5 separate regions of the Mus musculus genome follow, and regions 1, 2, 3 and 4 are each linked to region 5. Evidence: chromatin contacts called from public Hi-C, HiChIP or PLAC-seq and promoter capture Hi-C data. All regions are on one chromosome and are shown on one strand. The core of a region is the stretch at or near the end of the contact, and the rest is flanking DNA. Distances in the headings are between cores, read along the strand shown.

Region 1 (5,573 bases), core at 660-3,159, 460 kb before region 5:
AATATGACCTGTGGAAGATGTACAGTGTGTCCAGAGCGTGGTGAACATCGCGTGGCTGGTGGTCAGGAACTGTGAGGTGGAGAAGGAGTAGAGCTTTAAGGGAATTAAGAGAGGAGTGATATTGGGAAGACAGTTTTGTCTTGAAAACGGCACGAGACCCTCTTCGCAGTATGATCAGAGGCTTCTTGGAGGGTTCAAAGGTGATGTTGACACGATGGGGGAAGTTCTAAGAAACCAGTTGAGTAACTCATCAGGGAGTCACCTTGGGAGAGCGTTTGGCCTAGAACTTTGGGGGCTGGTTGCACATCTTTCTCTGTTGTACCTGTCTATAATGGGGGCCATATCCCCACACATCATAGTCCTGTCTCGGCTACCTCTCCGTGACACTGAGAAGGTACAGGGAAGATGTCCTCTGTGAATGTGACATAGGCTGTGGGGTGATTGTGTGTTTCAGCTGGCTGAGCTGAGAGGGGTCCCTCGTGGCCTGTATGACGGACCGGTATGCGAGGTGTCTGTGACGCCCAAGACGGTGACTCCAGCCTCATCAGCTAAGACATCCCCTGCCAAGCAGCAGGCACCACCTGTTCGGAACCTGCACCAGTCTGGATTCAGCTTGTCTGGTAAGGCCAGGGGGTGGGCCGTTCCGGGTAGGTTCCGCAAGCTCTGTGGAGCCAGCCGGAGGCTTTTGGCTCCACTGCTGCGGAAACCGAAAGGCTGTAAATGGCAGCTGGGTTTCAGAATCTTCAGATCGGTTTTTGTGCCATGCCATGCTGAGACACCCACCCTGTGAGTGAAGGGCCGTTTCCTCATCTGTCATGTCCGTTGTTAAAGAATGTGGAACTGGGAGTTTCAGCAGTCTCACCTTGCTCAGGCCTTCCGTGTGATGAGTCGCAGCAAGGTTCCCTGTGGAGTTGCTGTGACATCCACTGCTACACCCTCAGTGGTGAAACGTAGATTTCTGTCTTGGAAACATCCTGCCCCTCTTTCTTTTGGCCCACAACAGGGCCTTTCCTCTCTCCCCCGGTGCCTTGAACTTAGACAGCGTAGTTCATTACATAGACTTTCCTTTTCTTGTCCCATCTGCTGGATTTTATGAAGTGCCATCTGTGCCCATGAGGAATGAGGAACACTTCAGGGTGTTTTGGTTTAGGAGACAGACCCTTAAGCCCTGTTGTCCTAAAGTGTGAGATCAGTCACAATGCGTATTCCCATATCATTCGCATAGACAGCACAGGTTGCCAGTCTGTTGTGTAAAAGAAATGATTGGGACTGGAAGCTAGTTTGCCTCTTTAAAAATTGGAAAAATATGTAGATATTGAACCATGTTGTGACTAAGACCAAAGTCCAAGCACAAAGTGTGGGCAGGGACAAATGGCTCAGCAGTTAAGAATGAGCTCACATCGTGTTGGGGACCCAAGTTTGCTCCTAACACCCATGTCTGGTGGCTTACAACCATTTAGAATTCTAGCTCCAGAGAAGCCAGCGCCCTCTTCTGGCCTCCTCAGGCACTGCACTTACGTGTATAGCCCTCCTTCTCCACATACACAGATACACATAAATTAAAAGTAAAAATAAAATATTAAAAACCAAAATGCAATACTTCTATGTTTCATATACATATAACCCAGTCATGAAAGGGATTTGAGACAGTATTTTTAATTACATCAAGTTCCACTACAGTTAGTCACATCAGGTCAAGTGTGGAATTTTCCACTGGTCACATCCTGTCAACCCTCAAATAGGTGTAGAGTTTAGAGCATTCTGGGTCTGGGAGCTTCAGATTCAGGTTCTTTATCTGAACCATCCATTCCTCCTGCGTGAGAGGCGTGGGTCAAAAGAGCCATACTCTCTAGTACCTTGCATCGAGTCTAGACTTCCCCAGGGAGAGGAAGTCACTTGTAGGCTGAAGGCAGGCCCTCCTACTTCCTGTAGTTTGAACTTCCTGTAGTTAGTGAGGTTTGGAGAAAGAGGTCGGGACATGTGTGCTTGGTTCAGCTTTTTTCCCCCCAGGATTGTTCCTGGGCATACCACAGGAGTCTGGTTTTATTTCTAAAGACCCTCACGCTCACTCGTTTCTTGTCTCTTCTTTCTTCTCTAGGTGCTCAGATTGACGACAACATTCCCCGCCGCACCACCCAGCGCATCGTGGCACCCCCTGGTGGCCGTGCCAACATCACCAGCCTGGGCTAAAGCCCCTAGGCCTGCAGGCCACTTGGGGATGGGGGATGGGACACCTGAGGACATTCTGAGACTTCCTTTCTTCCATTTTTTTTTTTTTTAAAGAGCCTGTGATAGTTGCTGTGGGCAGCCAGTTCCTGGGGCTTCCTCTTGGGCCCCCTGCACTCGGTCTCCCCTGGAGTTTCTGAATTCTCTCACCCAAGTCCCTACACAGTCATGAACACCACACCCAAGCCTAGCCATCCACCCCACACGGAGCTGCATCCAACATGCAGACATGCGCCACCAAGCAGATCCCAGCAAGGGTGCCCCAGTCACATCCTTGGCCATGCAGTTAGCACCTTCCTGTCATGGGGAAGATATAGTGAATTGCCCTGAGCTGCCTTCTTTTCTTTTTAAAAATTTTTAAATAAGGTTTTCTTTGTGGGACTGGGGAGGGGTGGGGAGGGTGGGAGAGATTTTTTTTTTTTTTAATACTAAATTGAAAGCCTGATTCAATATTAATCCTCGGGTCTTGAACTGGACATCCTAATGATGCAATTATGTAACCATTAAGCTGATTCCGAGGCTGGCAGGCTAGGGCCGCCCCTCTGGAAAGGTTCCATGTGTCTCCATCCCCATCCCTTACTCTTCGGGTCAGCTGTTGAGAAGAGGCGGGTTTTCTTCATTGGCCTAGATTTTGCGGCAGATTAGACCTTTTGAAGGTTCTCCACCATTTTCGTACGTCTCCTGTCCTGGTTTTTTCTTCTGCACTCTTGGAGAGATTTAGATGTTGGTCTCCTGGTTTGTGTTTCTCCGAGACAATGCTCTTTTTTTTTTTTTTTTTTTTTTTTTTTTTTTTTCCTCTTAACTCTGTCTGCTCTTAAAGCCAGGCAACCCAGTTTGGTCTCAGGCATAGCCTGAGCAGATCTTAGTTTTGCCCCCACCACCATAGTTTTGTGCTATCCTAGTTTCTGTTAAGATTGGTGCTATCCAATTCCCATCACTAGGAGGTGGCTGAGCTTGAGGCTTGCCAGACACAGGAATGGCCCCGATTATGTCACCAATATTGTCACATGTGGGCCAAGAATAGAGTCACATGTGGTGGAAAGATGAGGAGTTAGGCTGTAGAAGTGACAGTTTCCAGTCAAATCTGTAAACCCAGCCCCCAAGCTGAGACCAGTCTCCCTGTGGCGGAGCCAGCCAAGATGGGGCCATTCTCTCTGTGGAGGAGCCCCTTCCAGCCTTTGTCAGGAAGTGTCTTTGGGGATTCTAGAATGTTGGGACTTCTCAGTGTGTGTGTTGTGGTGGGGGAACTTTTTTTTTTTTTCTGTACAGTTTTTTTTTTTTTTTTTTTTCTCAAAAGGTCTAACATGGTGGTGGAAGGTAGAAATCTTTGGGATACTTAGACTTCAAGTCTTTTACAAGAGGGACAACCCTATTTTGGGAAACAATATCTCATGGGAAGAAAACTGTACACACTGAACGCATAGCCCGCTTAGAGATCACATCGCCTCTTAGAGACCATGTCACCTCCTATCTGTCACCCTTCCTCTTCCTGTCACAGTGACAGGTCTTCACTAGCTGGCTTCTTTCTGTACTTGCTGACTTCTGTCATATTTCTTTCCAGATGTGTTTACAGGTCCCTGTAAGCAGTGTTAGGTCCATAGGCTTTTATGACTCCAGTCTGCAAGCAGTGTTAGGTTGACCTCATAGGCTTTTATGATTCCAGTCTGCTGGTATGAAGCAGAGCATCAAAAAAAATTCGTGATTCCTTGAGTGTCCACACGTTTTGTCTTTGGGGGTTAAGGGTTGGGATTTTGGGTTTGTTGTTAATTTTGTTGTTTTAAAGGTAAATTGCACTTTTAAAAATTGGTTGACTTAATATATTTGCTCTTTTTTTTTTTTTACCTGCACTTAGAGAGGAAATTTGAACACCAGAAACCACTTTTTTTTTCTCCCTGTTTATTTGTTTGGATTCTGAGAAACTTGCAGCTCTTCACCATTTACTCCTGATGTTTCTTGTATGGGGCCGTGGCCCTTTTGGTTGTTTTTGGTCATTTTCTTAAAAACACAACACAACACAATACAACACAACAGTTTTAAACCTGAAGATTTCCGCAGTCCGTGTAAGCATGTTTACCCGTTGGCTCGCTTTCTGTGTCTGTTAAATGAATGTCATATGTAAATGCTAAACTAAGTCAACAGTGTCTCAGAACTGAATAACTGCAGTGACTTGATGCTCTAAATCATTGTAGGATTTACCGCTAGATGGTTTTGAACCCTTGAACCTGTGATTGTGACCCATGAGGGGGGACCTTTCAGTGCTAAAGCTGATCATGTGTGTAGCCAGAAAGGTACTTTTTTTCTTTTAATTTTTGTTTTATTTTTTGTAACCACTGTCTTAATGGCAAAATAATTATGGTAAAATACAAGTCTCGTGTTTATTATTCCTTAAGAAGTCTGTGTTATATTACCACGGAACACCCAATAAAGCAAAATGTGGTTGTTTCAGAGGTGTGTCTGTATTGAGACTCCCACAGTGTGTCGGCCTCTCCTCTGACGTGATGCATGGGGAAGCCCTGGCCTGGCTTAGCCTTGGGCTTGGTCCAGCCCATGAGTGCTCACCCCCATGCTCATCCCAGGTTCCTGTGAGTATCCTGGCTACAGGATGAATTCTCAACCCATGTAGTGCCATTCCTGGGGGATGAGGACCACGGAGGCTGAGGATCATCAGTGTCTTAAAACCCCATCCCGGAAAGGCAGTGAGCATCCCGGAGTGCCAAGCCAAATTTGAACCTGGGGTTCAAGTGGGGCCACAGAAGGCGAGGTGGGGTTTTAGTCGAGGTGCTGGGCTTGCTTCTCATGTGTTTACTCTGGGAAATCTTCTCACTACATGGGTGCAGGGGAGAAAGAGATTGCCTAGAGTGTCCCGACACCTCAGTGGAGGTGCTGTCGAAACCAGGACCAAGGCCTAGGCTTCCATCATCAGCTCAGGATGGAGGATGCTGGTGGGGGTGAGAGTCAGGCTGGGTTTCTGGGTATCAGTTTGCACAGTTCCTTGCTTTGAGTGCTGTTGGTTCTGAATGAAGAAGATGTGTGCTTTGGGCATCTTGTGCCTATCATATGTTAGGGATGGTTTACCCCCACCCCACAACATCCTATCATTATTATCACTATTTATTATTGTCTAAACTGTATATGAGGCAACACACAGAATTACACAGGCCCAGCCTGGTGATTCACAGGGGCAAATGCCAAGCATTCCGGAGGGCGAGGAGAGACTGGGTGACATAATGAGATCATCCCTTAAAAAAGAAAAGAAAAGAAAAGAAAAGAAAAGAAAAGAAAAGAAAAGAAAAAGATGACGTCATCCTTAAGGCAAGAAGACAGGAAAGCAGGAGGCCCCAAGTGGC
Region 2 (5,191 bases), core at 1,220-3,719, 480 kb before region 5:
CCGTAGTCACACTTGGATACCATCATATTACTGTGCTGTGGGCCAAGAGTGGCTGTCAGCTTCCCTGGGGATGCTGAACATATTGAGGGGCTCTAGAGGATCTGTCTTGCTCAAGTGGGATTGGAATTAGTATAGTGATGCCTCTTTCTGAGGTCTGGCATGACACCCGGTATCCAGCAGGGCCCACTGAACTTCTTGCTAGGGAGCTTTTTTGCCCAGGTCTCTTGGCATCCGCCACCTGAAACCCACCTTCTCTGACCACTCGGCTTTCTATGCACATTACAGGAACAGCAGAGGATCCTGGATCTGGGCATCACGGGCCCCGAGGGACACGTGTTGAGCCGGCCAGAGGAGGTGAATATCTGGGACTGGGATGTGCGACATGATGTCTCGTAGATTCTGTGCAGGGCCTCTCCTCCACCCCTGTACCTGTTGAAAGTGGGGCTTTTTGGATGTGCTTTGGTCTTTCAAAGAAATGCGTGTGCATGTGCATGCATGTACATACCCATTTGCAGTACCGCCAGTCCCTTAAACATAGGATGGAACCACAGAGTTCCTTTACACCTCTAAAACGCACATGATGAGTCATTGCTGAGTGCAGCACACTCAGTAGGGCCTGGTGGATAGAACCATTGGGAGCCGTAAACAGGATTAGCCCAGGCTGAGAAGCACAAGGTTATCACACTGGACCGTGGAGCCTGTAGGTCAGAAGGCTGCAGGTATCATATCCGTGCTTTTTCAGAGGCTGGTCCTTCAGTATAGGAAAAGGTCTGTAGAACGGCAGGCAGTCTTACAGCTCTGAGGGGCAGAGGAGGATGGAGGAGTTCAGCAAGGAACAGTCTAGACTGCAAAGATTGCAGGCAAGGGGAGACCCTCAGGGACCTGGGCGGATGGAGGTTCAACATTTAAGGTGTCCCTTCCAAAAACAGGACAGAGGGGGATGTTTGGTAAGTGGCCTGCGAAGGAGATGGGGCCACTAGATCCCAGGGCTTGGCAGAACAAAGTGTGGGAACAGGAAGGATGCCCACAGGAGCTAGCTCTCAGGGACCCACTGTTCTGGTTAACCCTTTACGCAGAAAAGTTACACCCATGCGTACGTGGCTCAGCACAGGGCCTCCTCTTTGGCCATTGTCTCACAGAATTAGAGCACTGAGTGACCAGTTCTGGACATCCTGAGGCTCAGCAGGGCTTAGGAGCATGGTGGGAGGAGCCTAACTTAACGCCAGGCACTGAGTTTGATAAGGCTCTTGAGTAATTTTGCCCCATGTCAGTCCTATGGGTGGGAGGAATCGAGGGAAGGAGGGAGGGAGGGAGGGAAGGAGGGAGGGAGGGAGGGAGGGAGGGAGGCAGGCAGGCAGGCAGGAAGGAAGAAAGGAAGAATAAGATTTCGAGCCCTTCACCCTTGCTGTTCTTCCTGATGGTGGCTGTTTCTTCTGTCAAGCTGAGTCTTTTGTGTTTTAAACTCTTGAGGGGGCGACACAGAGAATCAAACATGGAACCACTCTGAATGGACTTGGCCATACAGCCCACTTTAGGAAGAGACCCCCCAGCACATAGGAGGCAACACTAATGTTTTAACTTTGTGTAGTGTCAGGATCTCGTCCGTCTGTAGCACCATGATGGCCAGCTTGGTTTGAACTGTGCAGGGCGGCCAGCTTCCTGCCGCTGTATGCTGCTCTTCGCAGTCTACCATGTGCACAGCTCGCAGCTCCGTAGGATTCCCCCCTCAAGAAGCTGGGAAAAGGGAGACCGGTAGGAATGCCGGATCTAGGGATCACCTGTCTGAGGTGGTACCGGTGAGAAGCACATGTTCTGACCACCGCAGTGCCTGGACATCTGTGGCAAGCAGGGGATGGTGCTCCCTGAGTCTTTCAATGAGCTGGTGACAAAGCCGCAGACAGGAAGTATATCTGTGAGCCAGAATGTGACTTACTACTAGCAAAAGGCAGCTGGTAAGAGCCTGAGGCCAAAGAAGATCTGTACAGCAAAGCCATCACAGACGGAAGGCCTTTCCAGCTGGGCCTCGCAGGATATATGACCGAGGCGTGTAGGTTGCCAAGGCGGGAGGGACTTGCCCAGAGATTGTCTGGACTCTGCTATGGGTCCTTGGATAGGTCATTTCCCTGTGGTGCTTGTTCTGCTCCATCTATAAAATCACATAGACAACCTCCCAGATGTTCAAGGTCTCTATAATAAGCAGAGGTTTTATTTTTAAGCGATTACACCCTTCCTACAAGATTTAAAGAGATTTTGGTCAGGGCTCAGTGCACAGTGTTTGTTGTGTATCAGAGGCTGGACTGTTCTAGCTGGAGAATGGAGAGCGAGGCTTAAATACTCTCTTCTTCCAGAGAGCTAGCGTTTTTAGTTTGGCCCCTGTCCAATTTCAGGCCACTCTGTGGAGCCAGATGGAGCCTGAATTCCATTCACAGTGTGTATGCAAATCCAGACAGACCCCTGGGACAGCGAGTCTTCCTCAGGAGTCTTAGTAGCAGCCAGTCCCACTTGGCTTCTTAATTAGAGGCACTGCACACCCCGCTTTACTGAGGACAGGCCTGTAGCTCCCAGACTTTATTTATAGTGTGTCTGTCCTTTTGTGAAGGGTCTGGGCTGGGAAGTCTGCAGGGCTGTGTCTGACATCCCTGTGAAGTGTTGAGCATCTTGGAGTCCTTTTCATTCACACTTCAGAGACTTCTGAGCTGACAGCCCCACAGGAAACTTCAGGGAGGGGAGGGAGGGCAGGGAGCAGGAGGGAGGCTCTCTTCAGCTATCCCTGGAATGGGAAACATTTGAGTGTTTGGTGAGTGTTTTCTGAGAGCTGGTTGCTTTCCTGTAAGATTCATAGACTCTCCTCACATAGTTGATGCCCAGAAGCTGAGTGTGAATGAAGGCCGGGGTCTCCCTCACTGGGAAGAGCACAGAGAGCAGCGACAGACCCCAGCCCTGCCGTGCTCCAGTGGAAACTGGACTAGTCAAGGCAACTAACTGTAGGAGTGCAGCTATCTCCTCTGAAAAGTGACCGCCTGGCTTTTAAAGTTACATTAACAAGATGAAGCCATTTATGTTTTGACCCTCTGCTTAGGGATGTTGGGAGTGGGGTAGTATGGTAGGCAGAGAAAGGGACTATCTCCCTTCTTACCTTTAAGAATTTACACCACAATATTTTCTTAGGACTTGGCAGTGACCTTTTGGGATCCCGTTTGAATCAGTTTCTTCTGTTATGATGATCCCACGTTGTTGTACATAAGATATACCTCCATAGCAAGGCGGTTTTCCCGGTTGTGTATTCGGTAGATGTGATGTGGAATCTGAAATTCCATTCCCTGAGGATCAGGCATAAAGAGCCAGATGTTCCATTTGGGTAGTTCTTCATCTGCGTTGAAGGTCGTACCAGGCTGTGGCTGGCCAGACACACTCTTGGGGGAACATGGTACAGCCCTAGTCCATTCCAGAGACTATTGAAGCTTGTTTTGTTTTGTGGGTGATGTTGGCTTGGCCCACAAGTATCTGGCTGACTTGTCTCCAGAGTCACGAACATTGAATGTCTTCACTCTGGATCATGAGAGCAGAATGAATATCCACATTGAGATCAGCCAGGGCCTGGGTATTCTCAAATGTGAGCAAGTGAAATTGTTACCAGAGTCTTTACGCCTAACAAGACTGGGCCCTGGCAGCCCTGACAAGCACGGCTTGATCATCCACAGGCTAATTAGAAAAACGAGCAGTGGCGAACTGTGGAGAAAGGAGATTGGTTCAGTGTAGTTAGGGTAGGAAGAGGAACAGAGATCCAGCGTCTTCCTGAGCCCATCCTCAGAGTCCTGACATAAAGCTTAGGTTCAACTAGCTTTAACTAGGCTGCTGCTCATGGTGGTACACTTGGTGGGCTGTGATGAAGAGATGAGGAAGCAGGATCAGGAGTCTCTGGCCAGCCTGGATCTTTAATGGCTTGGAGATGTGGCTCAGTAGCTAAGAGGGCAGGAACGCTCACACTGCTCTTGCAAAGGACCCAGGTTTGGTTCTCAGCATCTACGTCAGGCAGGTCACAATTGTCAGTACCTCCATCTCTGGGAATTGTCAGTGCTTCTGATCTCCGTGGGTACCAGCACGCATGTGCACACCCACCCACCGGCAGACACGTAGTTAAAAAGGACGAAATAATAAGAGCTCTTTAGATAGAGGGCGCGAAGCATGCTTAGCCAAACAGTCCACGTCGTGGTGTGGTCCCTCCCACCCATCGCTGCCTTGGCCTCTGCTGTCCTGGAAGGTGTTCTGTGTACTCAGAACTGTGTGAACTGCCTTTCCTGGAGACACGTCTCTCCTCTGGCAGGCACCCAGCTTCAGGCTTTTCCTTCTCCCACTGTGAAATTTCTCCTCAGAAAACTCTATAATTTCTTAGAGGCCATTGTTTCAGTACTTTGATAACTAAAGGGAGTGACATAAGTTATCTTCATAATATCTTGTTTTCTGCCAATATTCACCCAGGGTGGTTACAACCCACTTGGCAATGTTACTAGACTGTGGGTCTAGGTGGAGCCTGTGGATCTTTGTCCTGGGTGTCACTTAGGAAAGAGCCTTGGGAATCCATCTGTCTCTGTTAGTGAATAAGGACAAAGATGGGCATGAGGATGGGCGGGGTTTTCATGCTTATCTGCCCTCCCATAGGTCGAGGCTGAAGCTGTGAACCGGTCCATCACTATTGCCAACCAGACCAACTGCCCTCTGTATGTCACCAAAGTGATGAGCAAGAGTGCGGCTGAAGTCATCGCTCAGGCACGGAAGAAGGGTGAGCATCTCGGGCCTTTCGGATGCCCCGTGGGCAGGTGGCGGGAAGGCAGCGCGGATCCTGGAGGAGGCTCTTTTTCCGACCCTCTTGCCAACTGGGCCACTTTGATCATGTTCCAGCATTAACCTAATTGCAGCCCAGCAGAGCGGGCAGCTCTAGTTTCCTCCCTTTGTTCCGTGGCCCTGGCCTTGTTCGTATCTATTTAAAGCCAAGGCCACGTGGGCAGGTGTCCTCCTCTCTCTATAAGTTGATTTTACAAACTAGTTACATTACATAGGTTACATCACTTTTCACTGGCGACAGAACCCCTCTGGGGAATGTTATTGTGCAAAGTGTGTCTTCCTTCCGCCTTGAGCGGGGATTTCTGCGGGGGTCAGTCAGAGGCTGGTGTGGGACACATATGCTTATTCA
Region 3 (4,898 bases), core at 1,252-3,751, 440 kb before region 5:
TTTGACAAGAAGGACACTTGGTGGCATTCTTTCTTAAATCCACAACTCCAGGAGACAGCATGAAGTTTAAACATGAAGAAAAAAAAAAAAGACAGAAAATCCTTAACCAAGCGACACTTTTTAAAATTTATGATGATCACTCTTCATGAAAAGCAAATGGGGCTAAGAGACTGATGAGACATGACAACAGAACCCACATTGGATCCTAGAATAGAAAAAATAATACTAATGGAGGAGAACTGAAACCTGAGTCAAGCTCAGGTTTAGTTATTAGTAATGGAGCAGAACTGGGTTCTTGGTTTGAAAAATGTCCCCCAGCAATGAAAGATGGTGACATTAGGGGACACCTGGTAAAAGACAGTGGTATACAAGCTCTCTCTACTATCTGCATTATATCCTAACATAAAAAATGTTCTTGCCCAAACAGTCTTTTTTATCTTCCTTTTTTTTCAGCCCAGGACCTAAGCTGGTTGAGGTTTTGGTTACCTGGTAGCATGATCCAAATATTAATTCCTAATAGATCCAAATTCTTAGTGGTTAGTAGTAAGATTCTATTAGACAATCCACAGAGCCACTGGCTTCCAGGAGCATCCGTTTCTCTTCTTTGTATTGCAGTCATCCAGCTACCTGGAATCAATCATCAGAACTAGTACAGAAGGACCCTTCCTCATTGGTTGAGAGGCATGAGGACCCCAGCAAGACTAAGGATGCTTGTAATGTAATTATTGTATCTGTCCGTTGTAGAAGCACTCCTTCCCTGAGAATTAACATCTCCAACTTAACTAGACAACGATGGACTCCTGAAGTTCTGCAAGGTGATCACCAGCTCTGAAAGTGAAGGAGGTTAACTTCATCCCATCTAGGTATTCTTGGGCTCATGTCTGAGCATGATGAAAGGACTCAGTAGTCTATTAGTTTAAGTATAAAGTGCATCCTACAAGGAAGAACCACTTAGGATATCCTTTAAGTAACATCATACCTGAACCTTTAGGAAAACATTCCACTGAGCCATTGGGTTCTCATGGGCCTGCCATTTCTTGGGATGAATCAGTTCTTCATTAGACCAAAGTATACCATTCAGGGCATGAGCTCATCATTACACTTGCATCACGTAAACACATGGATATTCATACTAACGAAGTACTTGCATACAGAAAGTGTAGTCGTGAGGTTAAATTCGTGACTCCTTTTTGTGGGAGAGGTCAAGACCAATTAACAACAACCAGATAACTGCTAATCTCCCCAGGGAGAAGTCCCATGATTCATGTCCAATGTTGGTCTTTGCGTTGAGGGATTAAACAGGGATGGTAATTAGACCAGCTTCCGTGGACAGAGTTCCCATTAATGGATGGATGTCTGCTCAGACCTTCCTGACCACCAGAGCCTCTGCTGTGGAGGAAACCCAGTCACGTGCATGCATGTCTCCACATCGATCAATAGTCACAGATCCACCTTCATATCTGGTCGCTAATCCTCAATCCTGTTCTCTCCAACTCCCTGACCAACTGCTGGGACATTATCTCCTCTACCAAAATCAGTTGAAGTCTCTGCCTCTGACTACCTCTTCTTAGAAGACAGACAATGTGTTGATTGAAGGTTTTCTCTGTCCTTCAGAGCACCATGAAGTGGGCTATTAGCCCATTTCCCGTTCCTGTTTTGCTTGGAACCACCCACCGGCAGGGCCAGAGTCCATTTCTCCCTTTAGTCAACGGCTGAGAAGGAATCCCCACTACGTGGCTGTGCTCACTTGCATTTACTAACTTGAAACAAACTAAAGACACCCAGCAAGAGAAAGCCTCAACTAAGAAGCTGCCTCCATCAGATTGGCCTGTAGGCAAGGTGTTTTTTTCATTACTAATGGATGTGGGAGGGCCCAGACCACTGTAGTCTGTGCTACCTTTGGGTAGGGGGTCCTGGATTGCATAAAAGAAATCGGAGTCAACTACAAAGAACACATCAATAAGCAGCACTCCTCCCTGGCCTTGGCTTTAGTGCCTGTCTCCAAGTTACTGTCCTGAGTTTCTGCCCTGATTTCCCTCAGTGATAGACTGTAAGCTGCAAGCCATGGTGTTCCTCAGAAAGATAGGAAATAGACTAGGCTAGTTTTATAGGTTGGCTTGAGTCAGGGAATGCGAAGATGAGGGTGGGGTGTTGGCCAGCCCGAGGCATCTGCATGGGTGTGTTGTGTCTTTGAAGCTGCTCAGCTTGGATTCAGTCTACCATTAGTACATACACACATACATCCCAGAACTTAAAATTCCTAGCCCTGGGAGGTACTGTGTCCTACCACGTCCCATTCAAAATGGCAGCTCAGGCCACACAGAGCCCCAGGATGTGTCATGGCCAGGGGGTTCAGTCTTTAGCAGGCCCAGTTGTAAGCTGGGAGCCATTTCTGAAGTGGGAAATGTTTGGCTGACAGCGAGAACAGTGCTCTGATCCGAAGCTTCCCAGCCCTGCAGGATGCTGCCGCCACTGAAGCATGTCGGAGTCTTCACACAATCCTGCTGGTTTCCATGGAGATTTCATGCATCATGGACATTCTGGGTCATAAGGCCCAAGCGACAGAACAGTTTGCTTTGGGGGTCTTAGCTTGCCACAGTCACTTCCTTATCCCCAGTCCCCATTTAGTTGAGTAAATGGGTCAGAACTGCACATTTCATTTTATTTTGGTTATCATGTAGCTCAAGCTGGCCTTGAACGTGCAGTGAAGCTGCGGATGATGTCTGCGCTGTGCCACTTGGGACATGGTACAGTTTGAGGTTTGCTGTCCGAGCAGAGCAAGGATGTTGGGCTCAATCTTTCCTACAACAGCAGCTCTTGCTGTGTGTGCCAGAGAGCCAGTGTGGAATTCTGTCATTGTGTCGCAACATTCTAATTGTTTATTCGGGGCATGGAGAAGAAATGGGTAAGGAGCAGTCATTTTCCTTGTACCATTTGGGCTCACTGTACTCTGGACTTGAGTTGAAACTGCATTTGTTAGTTGATTGACACAGCCCCCTTCCCCTGTGAAGGTTATTAGATCACAAAAACTATTTGGGTCCTTAGGAATCAGATGGATTCTCAGGTGGTATCTGATGTTCCCCTAAAGGTCCAGGCATTCCCCTAGGTGGTTGGTCTCATGCCCAAGTTTATTGGATTTGAAATCAATTAAGAGACACAGGACTGGGTAGATCTGTGAGGCCATTTTCAGAGTGGACTGACTGTGGGGAGCCCCTACTCCAGAATGGGTGGCACTTTCTGACAGTAGTCAGACACATAGGAATTCAAAGGGAAGGAAGCATTGTTGCTTTGTCTGCTTAAGTTCACGTCTTGCTATTGGCTCATCTGCTCTGTTGTTACTGCTGCTACCACGCTGACATTGGGACCAAGATTCCTGGGTCTTCCAAAGGTATGAATGTATGTATGTATGTATGTATGTATGTATGTATGTATGTATGTATGTATACCAGAGGCATGCAGTGCCTGAAGAGGCCAGAAGAGGGTTCTGCATCCTCTGGAACTGGAGTTGCAGTGTCTGCAGTCAGACTCTTCATGGTTGCTTCTCTTCGTGCTCCCCATTGTTCCCAGTAATCCTCACACCACACCAACCATAGCCTCCCAAGAATGGAGCACAGCTCCATACAGAGCTGTGGTAATTCTGCTTGTCCACAAGATAAGCCAGTAGGGATTTACGAGTGTTTGGATGTTCTGGAGTGGTAAGCATTTGTGTATAAAATCTATCCTTTAGTGGAGATAGCAGGGCTGGGGGCCTTAACTGATGTCTGCCAGGCTGGTGGCTGATGGTTAATCAGATGGCACACACACACTTCTAGTTTATTATGGTAGGCACTTCACCTTTCTAAATTTGATTTCCAGCAGTAGCCTTCTAGGAAGAGGGAGTCCTTCCCATGGTGACGTCTGAGGACTAGGGTGCGACCTCCTTGCTTGACTCTCTTGTCCTTGAGCACATCTTGGGTTTCTCTAGGGACTCACTTCAGTTAAGACTGGTGGGCAAAGAAAATATGCCAGTGTCTTCATCTGAGAAACCACAAAAATTGGAAGGGGTGTGTGTGTGTGTGTGTGTGTGTGTGTGTGTGTGTGCATGCATGTGCACCATGGTTTGCATGTGGGGGACAGGAGACAATCTTGGATGTTGGCCCCTTGGCTTGTACCATGTTTAAGACAGGGTCTCTTGTCCCAGTCCTGGAAGATCTGCTGCTTTAAAGAACATTTAAATGACGGATCTGAAGAGTACTTAACAAGGCTTGGATGACAACCCACAGCTCTGAAGCTGGCTTTGTGCAATGCACGGTAACATCTTTGAATGCTGATTGTCCAGCACTGTGACTGGCCTCTTTATATCTGCTATGGGGATCAAAACAAAAGCAGAAAAAGCCCTTTGGTCCTGGGAAGCAAAATAATGGCAATTGGCTGAAGAAAACATGGAGTCACTAATGTTAGTGCTTTGAGTGGAGTTCTTAGACAAGAACGGTGACAGTTGCAAAATCCTATCTATGTAACCTACTATGTGTCTGTGTAGCCTAACTATGAAAGTACATTTCTCTTGCTATAGGATCACACACGGTGCTTCTTCCTGTCTATCAGTGGAGATAAAGCCTCAAAGGGTGAAGGCAGCACTGAGGCGAATGGAGATGGCCTTCCTCTTACAGTACTGTTGCATGAAAGTCCCGGGCTCCTTTTGCAAACCCCAGATGGGTTATGAGACCCAGAGTTGCATCAATGTCTGGGTTGAGTTCTCTGAGCTTGAGAGAATCAAATTGTTTAACTTCTAGTGCCTGTGTTACCCCCTAGAAGTTTCTAAACACTAGTTGGAGAATAAAGTCTGGCAGTAAGCTACCTCCTTTCATTCAATGCAGCATATAATTAGCACAAGTTGGTCACAGAGCATATCTGTCTAG
Region 4 (5,559 bases), core at 2,058-4,557, 500 kb before region 5:
GCACAGACAAAGAAAATACAGTTCTTGAGGCACTTTCTCAACGCAGTCCTTAAATATTCAAAGGGACTGATGGAAGAAAATAGTTGCTAGAAAGAGAAGTTTATTGAAGTGACCAGTTTGAAAATATGTACTAGGGCTAAAAGCTTCTATAATAAGCCATAAGTGACCAATGGGAAAATATAACTTAAGTATCCTTTTTACAGTAGCGACATAAAATTAATGATGTTAAGAACACAATACTACATATGCTGCCTAAGAGAAAAGTTTAGTAAGGGAAAAGAAATGCATCGTTCATAGAAAAACTGCATGCTGTAAAGAAAGCTTGTTCTGCAATTACTTTCTATAGACTCTAAATATCAAAAGGTGGTTCTCAGCAGTTAAGAACGTATATTGCACTTGCGGAGGACCCGAGTTCAGTTGCCAGCACCTATGTTTGGTGGCTCTTATCTGCATGCAACTCCAGGACAACCAACACCCCCTGTGTGTACCAGGGCTCATGTGCAGGCACTCTTCCTGCTCCAGACAGGTGTACACAAACACACACACACACACACACACACACACACACACACACACACACACACACACAGACACACACACACACACACGTAAAAATCTTAAAAAGAAATCTCAAAAGCTGCATGTGTGTGTCTGAAGGTCAGGTGGGAGATTAAAAACGATGGTAAGAGATGAGAATGCTCCAAAAGGTCATGATAAAGAGAGACAGGAGATCACAACTGGGTAGATACTAAAACAAACTACAAAATGGTCATAGTTAAAATAGTATATAGCACTGCCGGGCAGTGGTGGTGCACGCCTTTAATCCCAGCACTTGGGCGGCGGAGGCAGGCAGATTTCTGAGGCCAGTCTTTTCTACAGAGTGAGTTCGAGGACAGCCAGGGCTACACAGACAAACTCTGTCTCAAAAAACCAAAAAAAAAAAAAGTATAGCACTGTTACTGGATATATCAAGTCAACCACAATGAATGAAGTGACTGGTTAAGGAACATGTAACTTCCTCTCTAGGAAAAGGTAGTGTGTAGTCATTACAAACTTCTGTGGAAAACTGCTACTCTGCTGGATGTCTTCACAGTGTATCTGTGGGAGACAGTCTGGTCTGTGTGGCCAGTTGGGTGTTGCTTTCCCTTTTGGGTCATGGGCTTTGAACCCAAGGCCTTGCACCTGTTAAGCACATTTACCAGTTAAGTACAAACCCAAACTCTCTTTACCCTCAATTTTACTTTCCTAATTTAAATTTATTAAAAATTTAATTTTCAGAGGAAAAGTGGAAGGAGTTGGTTCGCTTTCTACCATGTGGCCCTGGGGACTGAATAGCCATTAGGCTTGGCAGCCAGTTTCTTTACCTGCTGAGACACCTTACCAGCCCTAATTAGGTCATTTTTATTTTATTTATTTGTTATTTGTTGCCTAGAATGGTCTTAAAACTCATAGGCTCAAGAGAGCTTCTGCCTCACTTTCTGAATTCTAGGACTATAGGCAAACACCATTGTGTCTAATGGATCCCCTTCCCCTTTATTTTAACGAGAGAACTTTCGTGATGAACAATTTATCTACTATACTATTTTAGCACTGTATTTAAATTATATTTATGTGTATGGATGGGGAACAAGAAAGATCTTTTCTTCTGCTGGTTGGATAAATTGCGTGTGTGGTTCCCCTCGTTTTTTTTTCAGTTTTCAGGTGCTTTTGCGTTTGAAGCTGTGCTTCAGGTCTGGGTTTCCCTGTTGTTCCTGAAAACCGGGAGAGCATATTGTGAGCCTGTATTATTGTGAGCGCATACTTTATTTATGTGTGATGGGGTGCTGATGGGTGTCCCCTGGAGGCTAAGCAGAGGCCCCTTATCAGGATCCAACAGTGTTCGTTATCAGACGCTGTCCAGATTGGCTCATCCCTATTCAGTCTTTCTAACCAACTGGGGACAAAACACGCCCATCGAACCGTCATCCCCAGTGGAAAAGGGAGACACTGGCCAGTGCAGTGGCTGTGTCAGGCTCCAGTGAGGCTGTGATATGGTTTGTGCTGGACTTTTGAATTCAGTCCAGGTTCCTAGGAAGAAAACACCCCGCCCCCTCCCCCACCCCTCCTTTTGGCTTTAAATTGAGCCCAGTCAACAGATGACCTCACCAAGTCTTCCTTCCCTGCTGGACTTCGTTTGGAGGGGATGTAAGAGGCATTGTGCAATGTTGGAACAAACAGGGGAGGCCAGCCTTTTTTGTTTTTGTTTCTTAGTTTAGCTCCAAGCCCAGAAAACCGATCTATTCCTGACTGTACAGGGAGCCAGCCGCACAGCAGCTTTTGTGTGAGGGTGGGATGTACTGATCGGCTCCTGTATGCTCTGTGGTTCGTATTTGAACTAAGTGCTCCTTTCTTTACGGTAACCATGCATTATCCGTAAACTATGTCCTCACATATAGGTGTGAGCACAGTACGGTTTGTTTCAATCCATATTTTCACAGCCGAGTCACTGTCATCAGGCTGTAGTGTTTCTGTGTGGACGTCTAGGGACACGTACACATGACCCTTCTCCTTGACTGGCACATTGTTCTTTCCTGTTATTGTCTGTGGCCTTTGGGTTTCTGGGAGTATCCTGACCCAGCTTTGCATAAGTAAATGTGTGTGTTACTGTTAGTCTCTGCTAAGGGGAAGTCTAAAACCTCAAGTCTATCCTTGGATTGTCTTCTGGACAAGGAACCTTTGCAATGGAAACTGAGGTAATCGCATTCTTTGTACATAGAAGCCTTATAGCATATGGCTGGCCTGCCTGCCTGCCTGCCTGCCTGCCTGCCTGCCTGCCTGCCTGCCTTCCTTCCTTCCTTCCTTCCTTCCTTCCTTCCTTCCTTCCTTCCTTCCTCCCTCCCTCCCTCCCTTCCTTTCCTCATTTTTTCCTTGCCTCCCTCCCTTCTTCCTTCCTTTCTTCCTCCTTTCTTTCTTCCTCACTTAACTCCCTCCCTCCTTCCTTTCTCCCCTCCTCTCCTTCCTTCCTTTCTTTCTTTCTTTCTTTCTTTCTTTCTTTCTTTCTTTCTTTCTTTCTTTCTCTCTCTTTCTTTCTTTCCTTCTTTCTCTCTCTTTATCTCCGTCCCTTCCCTCCCTCCCTCTCTCTTTCTTCTTTCTTAATTTCTTGCTCTCTCTCTCTCTCCCCCTTTCTTTCCTTCCTTCTTCTTTCTCCTATGATGTTCTATCCTGCCCCATAATCTCTTATTTCTGGCCAGCCAGCACCCACTCTGTGGTTCTGTAGCCCAGGGCAACTGAAAACTGAGACAAACAGAGGAAGTGTCATGAATGACATATTTCTCCAGCCACCTCATCTGGCCAGCCCAGGCATTGGCTGGCCCACCCCGTGTCACCATGCTCAGTGTTGTTGGTGCTCACAGCTCAATCTGGTCAGGGAGGGTGGACCTAGCCTCATGAGGAAAATCTTTAGGCTGTCCTCGGTCCACAGACTTATCACATCTCTTGATTCTTTCTGTAATTTGCTCATTGTCTAGAATTTATTTCTGGCAGACTGTGGTGAAAATTGGGAAGTGTCTTCTATTTCCCTTAAGCTGCCCAAAGGCCTCTATGTTGCTCAAACACGGGCCTTACGTGCATGCATGAACTTCCATATACATGCATATACATTCACTCATGGGCATGGGCACGTGAGAGCACACACACACACACACACACACACACACACACACACACACACCCCTACACCCCTGTGGGCACATATACACATGGGAAAGGGAAAGACCCAGGCATCCAGCCAGCCCAGGCTTCCTGTGTCCCTAGGGGGTTTGAAGTAAGCTTTGCTCCAACACTGTCAGCCTGCTGTGCAAGGGGCTGATGGGGAGATCTCTAGGAAGCTCTGGGATCAAGTTGCTTTGGTTTTTATTGGGATGACAGAGAGCCCTGCTAATGAGGCCAGTTTGTTATCTGCCCTGATTGGCAGCTTTCCCCACATCTGAGTCCTCTTAACATTGGGAAGTGAGTTTACCTGATCCTAACACTTTCCATATAGGGGTGCTTTTTGTTTTGTTTTGTTTTGTTTTGTTTTGTTTTGTTTTGTTTTGTTTTGTTTTGTTTTGTATCCTGGCGTCCCTGAGTGAGTAGGTATGTGTGGTGGCGGGCAGTGCAGGGAATTTCCGCAGGAAGTGAGAAGCCTCCTTTCCTGACAGCCCTCAGAGGATCTCTCCGACTTAGCCACTTGCCCCATAAATAGGACAGCCTCGTCTAGTTCCTTGGGTTTTTGTCTGTTTCTGCAGAAGCCTGTTCCTCTGAGGGCATGATTCAGAGTTCCAAGTCTTTCTTGTGGTGCTGTGGCCTTGGCCTTCCCTCCGCACAGCCTTTATCCAGTTCCTCCTCACACCCTGTTCTTCCTCTGAAACTCCCTGCTTGAGGCCACCCTCATTCCCATCCCTTCCCCTGCTGATGGGGTGCGTGGCTGGTCTCCCCAACAGGAGCTTTACGCTTTAGAGACCACAGCACTGGCTGGGAATCACATGAAACAGCTTCCTGTTCTCCCGTGTTACCTGCTATTTCACAACAGCCCTGCGTGCAGTGATTAGAATAATGTCTATTTTACAGATAAGAAGACTGAGGTCCAGAGCGGGTCAAGGACCTTGAGGTTCTACAACCAGTGAGAGAAGTGGTACTGGGCTGCAAACCCAGGCAATGTGGTTTGAGTTTCCCACATAGATGCTCTTGCTGTGCCTCTTTTGCAGATGGGGAAGTTGAGGCACTGAGGAGTTAAATAACTTGCTCAGCTTTCTGGACCTCATCAAGGGTCGTGCTAGGATTCAAGGCCAGACCTGTGACTTGTCATGTCCCTGTTTCCTGCAAGCTCAGAGTGCACAGTTATAGCACTGGTCCCCAGACATTTGAATGAGCAACTATTTCCTTCCATCTTTTCAGATGAGTGAGCCCCCGTGGTCTGAGGATGTGAGAGCTGGTGAGTTTGAGGGCTTTCGGTGTCTCTGAGAGCAGGTTGCTGGCAGGGCTGGGCAGTCACTTCTCCAAAGCTAGAGGAATTCCAGGCTTGACACACCCTTTGGAGTCAGAGTGTGTTTCTCCCTCTGGTGAGGGGATGTGAACTGCTGTCAATGTGGCTTTTGTTCAGAGTCTGATCCAGAGTGCTTGTCAAATGACAGGAAACAGGAACCTCACCCCTCCCTCAGCCAGTGACTTCAACTTTTCTTAGAGAAACCCTACACAGCCCGGAGCCTGCAGCATGGCAAGTGAACGGGTTTGGCTAGAGTATTTTGGTCACCCTTGGCTCTCCTTGCTTTCTCCCGCAGGCCACGGTTGTGTCCTCCTGCTGCAGGCATGGTATTTTCTATGAATTGTCCTTGCTGTGACATGGACATAGAGTAGAGAGGGGACACAGCTTCTCTCAGTGCTGGGACTAAGTGCCTGAGCTGCCCTACCCTGTGGACTCCTTTGTGCACGCCTAATGTTAGCTGGGAAATTGCCCTGGAGGCAGGCCCACAGCTGAAGGAGGGCTGAGCGAGAGTTAGAATTAAGATGGCAAAAGTGGCCACTGATCCAGGCTTCATGGGA
Region 5 (5,345 bases), core at 1,722-4,221:
TAAATACCAACTAACCCAGTTCCCTCCTACAAAGCAAGTATGGTTTATGGGATAATCACTTAGATCTTCGATTCCTCTTTTCTTTTAATTTTAATTTTTCTTTTCGATTTTTCTTTTTCTTTTCTTTTCTTTCTTTTCCTCTTTCTTTTCTGCTTTTATGGTTGTTGTTTGTTTTCTGTTTTGTTTTGTTTTGTTTGGGGGGAGGGGTTGCCAAAATGAAATCTATATTCACTACTAATCCAAACAAAAACAGAAGACACTCCCACTTCCCTGAATTCCTTCCTTCTGTGCTGCAGAAAATATGTTCCAAGAGGCTCCTTAGGTGTCTGGAACCACAGACAACGGCACTCTCCGTACACCATACCCCAATTCTATACTACTTAGAATAAAGTTGAATCTACACAGAAGACACAGTTAAAGAGCAAGAACAGTAATTATTACATTTAAAAATGTAACATTGTTGGTAAAAGTTACTTTAAGAAAATGTTTTTTCCCCTAAAAATGCCCCTTGAATATTTTTGGGTGTATTGGATCTTGGGTAGCTGAGACAAAGGAAGGTGAAACCATGATCAAGGGGGACGACTGTGGTATGTCAGTTCAACAGTGTGCTGGGTGTGGGTGCTTTAGTAATCCTTCAGAGCATGGTACACCCCTGAATAAACACCTCTCTGGTTCAACAAGACTGGGATTTGTTGTAACTCTGGGTCATCTAACTGTAGGTAGAAGCAGGGGCATACAGTTTACAATATGGACGTGCTATTCCATTGCTGTGGGGCACCTAGCAGGTGGACAGCAGAGCGATGGCTGTCAATCAGGCGCAATGGCAGTTGCCACTGAGGAGTGGACATTTAACAGGTCCACTGTCTCAGTCTGCAGGACAAAAGGACTTCTGGACATTGCATGGACAACAGTGTCCACTCAGACACTGATGATGTAGATGGTCGTTTTCTTGTTGGCTACATTTTAATACAATCAAAATTTTAAAAATCTTTAACTGAAAGCAAAAAAAATGTTCAGCCTGGTGAATTTTCCATGAAAATGTAGGCTTGGGGCTAGAAGAGAGAAGCAGATGTCACTTAGCCCAATGATTCTCAACTTTTTATTGATTGGAATCCACAATAAAAGCTAGATTTTTATCTCATGATCCAGCATATGAATGCCACAAGAATACACATGTGTATTTGGATAGCAACACATTTATACACAGATATACATCTAGCTAAAATATATAGAATTAAATAGGCACAAAAAAACACAAGCCATTATACAAGGTGTGTTCTGCCTTCCCCCACCCCACCCCACCCACTCTGTCCAGTCTAATTGTATTTTTTAAATATCAGTTACATTCTACAAAATTGATCTCATTATCCTAGTTAGATTTCAGTCTGCAGTTCAAAGACCCTGATCTGACATAACCTTCACAGTAATATAAAGATGCCTAGTATCTCTCTGCTGGGTGTCATCCAGCCCCCACCCCCATGCTGTCAGGTCAGGGATGGGGCTCTCACTTCCCACAAGGCAGTAGGCTCTGTGATGGACCCACCTAGCAGGTCACTTCCCAGTTGTTCCAGATGGGTGGAGTTGGGGGAAAGAAGTCTGGAGCCAGCTAGAGGGATCTCAGCAGCTTAGGAAAGGACCAAGAACACAGCTTTATCCACAGGCAGGGAGCAAGGTGGGCTGGCGGCAAGGGCATGGAACTGGGTGGCTGTGGCTGCCTTCTGGCTTTACATTGACCTGCCCCCTTTGTCTTTGCTTCCCTCCACCACTATCATTATTTCCACATCTGGTGCATGATCTCATCTCCCAAGCACCCATCTGAGGGAGAACTCCCACCCCCCAGAGGACCCAACCTTAGGGGAGACAGATTCCCACACATTCCATCTCTACCCTTCCCCCCTCAGAACTCCAGCAGGTCACCATCAGGTCATCCCATCTGCTGCTTGGTGTTGGGGTATAGGGTATCCCTGTTTGGGGTCTTCAGAGGGTGACCTAAAGCTGTCTGACCTGTCCTCTAAAGTCTCCCCAAGAACTGTCCAGGTTGAGGACAATGAGGCTCCTCCACACCTGGGCAGATATAATTTTCCTGGGAGATATAAAACAAAGACAGCGCTGCCACGTGGGAACACAGCTATCAGACGGACATCAAAGCTCTGGATCCCTATATGTGGGGGTGAGGGGATGCTAAAACTCCTGGCTGGGGCTGTGGGCTGAGCCTGAAGGGGGCTAGCTGTGACTGGTCAAGATCAGAGAGCCTGGGTGTGGCAGTCCTGCAAGCTTGCATCCTCTGCCTTAGAGCCAGTTGCTGAGCCAGTTAGAATTAGGCTAACCTCAGGGTGGGGCGGGGCAAGGAAGAGGGGATGATCTCACTGTATCCTTAGGGCCAAGAGAGAAAAAGCAAGACTGCACAGAACTAAGGAAGAAAGACAAGATAGTCCCGAAAAGCAAATACAACAAGAACAGATGAAAATTTCACAGAGTTTCATCCACTGAAATAGGGTCTTCAGTCAGAGCAGCCCCAGAGGAAGCCGAGCTCCAGTAAACCTTCCTCTCCCAAAACCAAACATTTTTTAAAATGAAGAAATAACTCAGCTTGAACCTCCGACATATCCCACTCATCTGGAACAAAAATGATGCCCTGAACCCACCCTCGCCCCTCTTCAAGCGCCATCATTTTGCCTCACCCTGCTTCCCCCCAGAATTTGACAAAGTTTAATCCACTCAGTGAAACCAAAGGCAACACAATAGACACCAGACCCTCCGGTTTCTCTCTCCTCTGTGGCTGCTGTTTTGTTTCTTTTGTTTAAAACCCCCGCCCTCACCCCACCTCCGATTGTCCATATCTCAGTTTTACTTACCTGCAGTCCGGTTTCCAAAGCGAGCTGTTCTCTTCTCACTCCTTCAATTAGTGGTACCCTGGGCTTCTCTCAACATCAGCACCACTGCTGGGCTCTCATCATGACATCACCTCCGAGCTCCCTGATTGGCTAGCGGTGGGTTGCTTGGCAATTGGACAGTCTCCTTTGGTGGAGCCGGGGTTGCCTGAGTGAGTAACTTAGAAGGCTGGGGAGTGAAAGATGATGTCAGACAAAGAGCCTGCTCGCCCCCTCCCAACCCCCGCCCCACACGCACCGGCTGCCTGTGGGGCTGGGGAAGCAGAAGGGGAGAGGATGACCAGGAGTCAGGAGAGGGTGTGGTATGAAAAGGTGGAGGTTCCAGCACAGCTGGCAGCTTTCTAGCTAGGGGAAGGATGGATGACTTGAGGAATCTTTAGCTGTTCAAATCTGGGGTAGGGAGACTATAAAATCTAGAGGAGCAAGAGTAAGGGCAGATGACCCCTAAATACATCCCCCTGAAGACTTGGTGCTGACACATGTGGAGAATAGTTTAGATGGGAGGGGGAAACTGAAGAATCCCCAGGAGCCGGTGAGAGCTCTAACCTCACAGGTGTCCCAGGAATGTAGGGTTTCCCATTGCACGCCTCAAAAACACGCTCCTCCCTCTCTTTTACAGAATCTACGTAGCACTAATGTGTCTTCACAGCCCACTCGGCCAGCCTGGGCCAATCAGAGGGAGCCACAGGTAGGAAATTAAACTGGAGATCATTACACCAAGGGCATTCCTAAATGTGGTGGATTCCTGGAGAACAGAGATGGATCACTGGTGATAGCTTTCCTTGGGGACTGAGGGGACCCTCTGTGCAAATGCATCAGCTGGTCACACATTGCCCGTCTGCTGCAGGCAGCTGTTGCAGGGGGGAGGGGGAGGGAGGACAAATGGCCCTGTGGAGCAGAACTCCCCCTCTAAGTTCCCTCCTATGAATCCCCTGTCCTCACCTCCAGTCTTCCTTCAGTTCATTCCCTTTTCTTAGAAGGGTGCACTATGTTGTTGTAATATATTCAAACTGTGAAGTTTATTCTTTTAACTACTCCCAAGAATACATTCCGATTGGTGATTGTGCAGCCACCATGCTGTGTAAAGCCCGTCACCTCCCATCTTCAGAACTCTCTCATCCCTCCTAACTTCCATCCATACCCTCAAACCATAAATCCACCTTCCCCAACCTCTGTCTCCTGCGCAGCTCAATAAAGATGCCTGTCCTGGGCGCTTAGTGGAAGCTATCATACAATATCTGTCCTCCTGAGTCAGACTTCCTTCTTTCACGTGTTTGACTATCTTTGAGAAAGATTTGCTTGGTATTGATTGGCATCACACATCCTCACCCTCACCCTCATCCCCTAGACTGAGAACACACAAATCACATTGAATTCAACCCAGACTTTGAGATGAGGAATTTTTTTTTCTTTTTCATTGTTGTTTGAGACATGGTCTTGCTATGTAGACCAGGCTGGCCTTGAACTCATAGAGAGCTACCTGCCTCTCTCCTCTCTTGTGAGAGCTGGTGTGAAAGGCATACACTACCACACCCAGGTTTGAGGAGAGTTTTTAACAGCAATAGCATTTGTGCGTATCTGAAGTGGTGGCTGCCACACGCAGCCGCAGCTCACTGGTCGACTGTCTTGGAGCCTCTGATCCTGACATTTACCTTTCATCTACCTGCCACAGCCACAGTGCATGGGTTGGTTTCTCTCTGCCCGTCACCCTATGTTATTCTGCAAGTGTCTCTTTTGGACAGACATTTCCAAACCCCCAACTCCACACCAGGAAAAGAAGCTAACCTTATGCTGCTTGGCAGGGGCCTTGGGTTTCAGAACACATCTGGCTGTTTTTTCAGGCATCACCCTCAGGAGTGCAGCCAGGGAGGAATGCCATTCAGACTGAAATTCAATGAGCACTGCCACATCCCACCAGCCGAGGACCCAGATCAGACTCAGAGGTGTCTCTTACCATACCAGACTGGGGTCCAAATTTAAGCAAATTGCAAAGTGTAGCCACATTGCTGTCAAGAGGAACCCTCTCCCCTCCCCAATCTGCCCTTCCCAGCCTGGGGAGTCTGGAACTCCAAACACCACACAGATTAGCTAGCTCTGGCAATGGAGGGAGGGGATAAAAGAGAGTGGGTTGCCATGACGATGGTAGCCAATCAGCTATCTGCTGCTACCAAGAGAGGGAAGGGTAGTCTGAGTCGCCCTGCCTGTGAAACAGAGTGGAGCAAAGGTAAGATGGAAAGAGACAGGTCATCACTACCCAAGGCAAAGAACAGGAGTGGGAAAGAGAAGTGAGACGAGAGCTGCTCCTTCTCCAGAATCATCTAGCTATCACATGAAGCTGTGATCAACACACACACACACACACACACACACACACACGCACGCACTCACGCACGCATGCACACTACACACACAGCAGTCATTCTGTAAGGGTATTGCTTATTCGCACCATTTATA

Evidence for each region. Promoter capture Hi-C pulls out the DNA fragments that hold promoters and counts their contacts. A called contact is a pair of places that touch in the nucleus more often than the background predicts. HiChIP or PLAC-seq counts read pairs in DNA pulled down with a chosen protein or histone mark.
Region 1: a Hi-C map of bone marrow-derived macrophages shows a contact between it and region 5, with 18 read pairs. The contact joins the enhancer-like site here to the promoter of Stmn4 in region 5. A contact is called at or near these places in 22 of 39 promoter capture datasets (the 3T3-L1 cell line, 3T3-L1-derived adipocytes, the HPC-7 cell line and 14 more), 1 of 15 datasets of contacts at CTCF or cohesin (large pre-B cells), 5 of 484 Hi-C or Micro-C datasets (the G1E-ER4 cell line, bone marrow-derived macrophages, cerebral cortex and 2 more), 13 of 115 datasets of contacts at active chromatin or transcription factors (SST interneurons, cardiomyocytes, craniofacial prominence and 9 more) and 3 of 9 other capture datasets (adipose tissue, macrophages and pancreatic islet).
Region 2: an H3K4me3 HiChIP or PLAC-seq map of forebrain shows a contact between it and region 5, with 4 times the contacts expected there. The contact joins the enhancer-like site here to the promoter of Stmn4 in region 5. A contact is called at or near these places in 12 of 39 promoter capture datasets (the 3T3-L1 cell line, 3T3-L1-derived adipocytes, the HPC-7 cell line and 6 more), 1 of 484 Hi-C or Micro-C datasets (bone marrow-derived macrophages), 7 of 115 datasets of contacts at active chromatin or transcription factors (embryonic basal ganglia, embryonic fibroblasts, embryonic forebrain and 4 more) and 1 of 9 other capture datasets (macrophages).
Region 3: a promoter capture Hi-C map of stem cell-derived epiblast-like cells shows a contact between it and region 5, with 4 times the contacts expected there. The contact joins the enhancer-like site here to the promoter of Stmn4 in region 5. A contact is called at or near these places in 26 of 39 promoter capture datasets (the 3T3-L1 cell line, 3T3-L1-derived adipocytes, the C10 cell line and 15 more), 1 of 15 datasets of contacts at CTCF or cohesin (large pre-B cells), 8 of 484 Hi-C or Micro-C datasets (3T3-L1-derived adipocytes, the G1E-ER4 cell line, bone marrow-derived macrophages and 4 more), 16 of 115 datasets of contacts at active chromatin or transcription factors (SST interneurons, VIP interneurons, cardiomyocytes and 12 more) and 4 of 9 other capture datasets (adipose tissue, embryonic stem cells, macrophages and 1 more).
Region 4: a promoter capture Hi-C map of liver shows a contact between it and region 5, with 2.8 times the contacts expected there. The contact joins the enhancer-like site here to the promoter of Stmn4 in region 5. A contact is called at or near these places in 13 of 39 promoter capture datasets (the 3T3-L1 cell line, 3T3-L1-derived adipocytes, cranial neural crest and 8 more), 1 of 484 Hi-C or Micro-C datasets (bone marrow-derived macrophages), 2 of 115 datasets of contacts at active chromatin or transcription factors (bone marrow-derived macrophages and embryonic basal ganglia) and 1 of 9 other capture datasets (embryonic stem cells).

Annotation. Positions count from the first base shown.
Region 1 is chr14:66,801,962-66,807,534 of GRCm38.p6, reverse strand. Dpysl2 (dihydropyrimidinase-like 2) reads left to right here. Exons shown (of 14, transcript NM_001378767.1): 13 at 455-620; 14 at 2,099-4,671. The coding sequence ends at 2,190. Among named protein-coding and RNA genes, the nearest start is that of Gm5464, 64 kb to the left of the region's middle. Within about 2 kb of position 1,909, at least 36 of the 459 cell types and tissues checked have an H3K27ac peak or open chromatin away from gene starts, as enhancers often do. A contact at or near this core is called in the HPC-7 cell line, bone marrow-derived macrophages and pre-B cells, where this site is marked.
Region 2 is chr14:66,823,934-66,829,124 of GRCm38.p6, reverse strand. It overlaps Dpysl2 (dihydropyrimidinase-like 2), which reads left to right. Exons shown (of 14, transcript NM_001378767.1): 7 at 286-354; 8 at 4,660-4,780. Among named protein-coding and RNA genes, the nearest start is that of Gm5464, 42 kb to the left of the region's middle. Within about 2 kb of position 2,469, at least 62 of the 459 cell types and tissues checked have an H3K27ac peak or open chromatin away from gene starts, as enhancers often do. A contact at or near this core is called in embryonic basal ganglia, forebrain and neural stem cells, where this site is marked.
Region 3 is chr14:66,776,939-66,781,836 of GRCm38.p6, reverse strand. No RefSeq gene overlaps it. Among named protein-coding and RNA genes, the nearest start is that of Gm5464, 89 kb to the left of the region's middle. Within about 2 kb of position 2,501, at least 4 of the 459 cell types and tissues checked have an H3K27ac peak or open chromatin away from gene starts, as enhancers often do.
Region 4 is chr14:66,844,344-66,849,902 of GRCm38.p6, reverse strand. All of the region lies in intron 3 of Dpysl2 (dihydropyrimidinase-like 2), which reads left to right. Among named protein-coding and RNA genes, the nearest start is that of Gm5464, 22 kb to the left of the region's middle. Within about 2 kb of position 3,307, at least 203 of the 459 cell types and tissues checked have an H3K27ac peak or open chromatin away from gene starts, as enhancers often do. A contact at or near this core is called in bone marrow-derived macrophages, liver and neural stem cells, where this site is marked.
Region 5 is chr14:66,341,922-66,347,266 of GRCm38.p6, reverse strand. Stmn4 (stathmin-like 4) reads right to left here and starts at 2,971. Exons shown (of 6, transcript NM_019675.3): 1 at 2,856-2,971. Gm41183 (a long non-coding RNA gene) reads left to right here and starts at 3,538. Exons shown (of 3, transcript XR_874729.2): 1 at 3,538-3,579.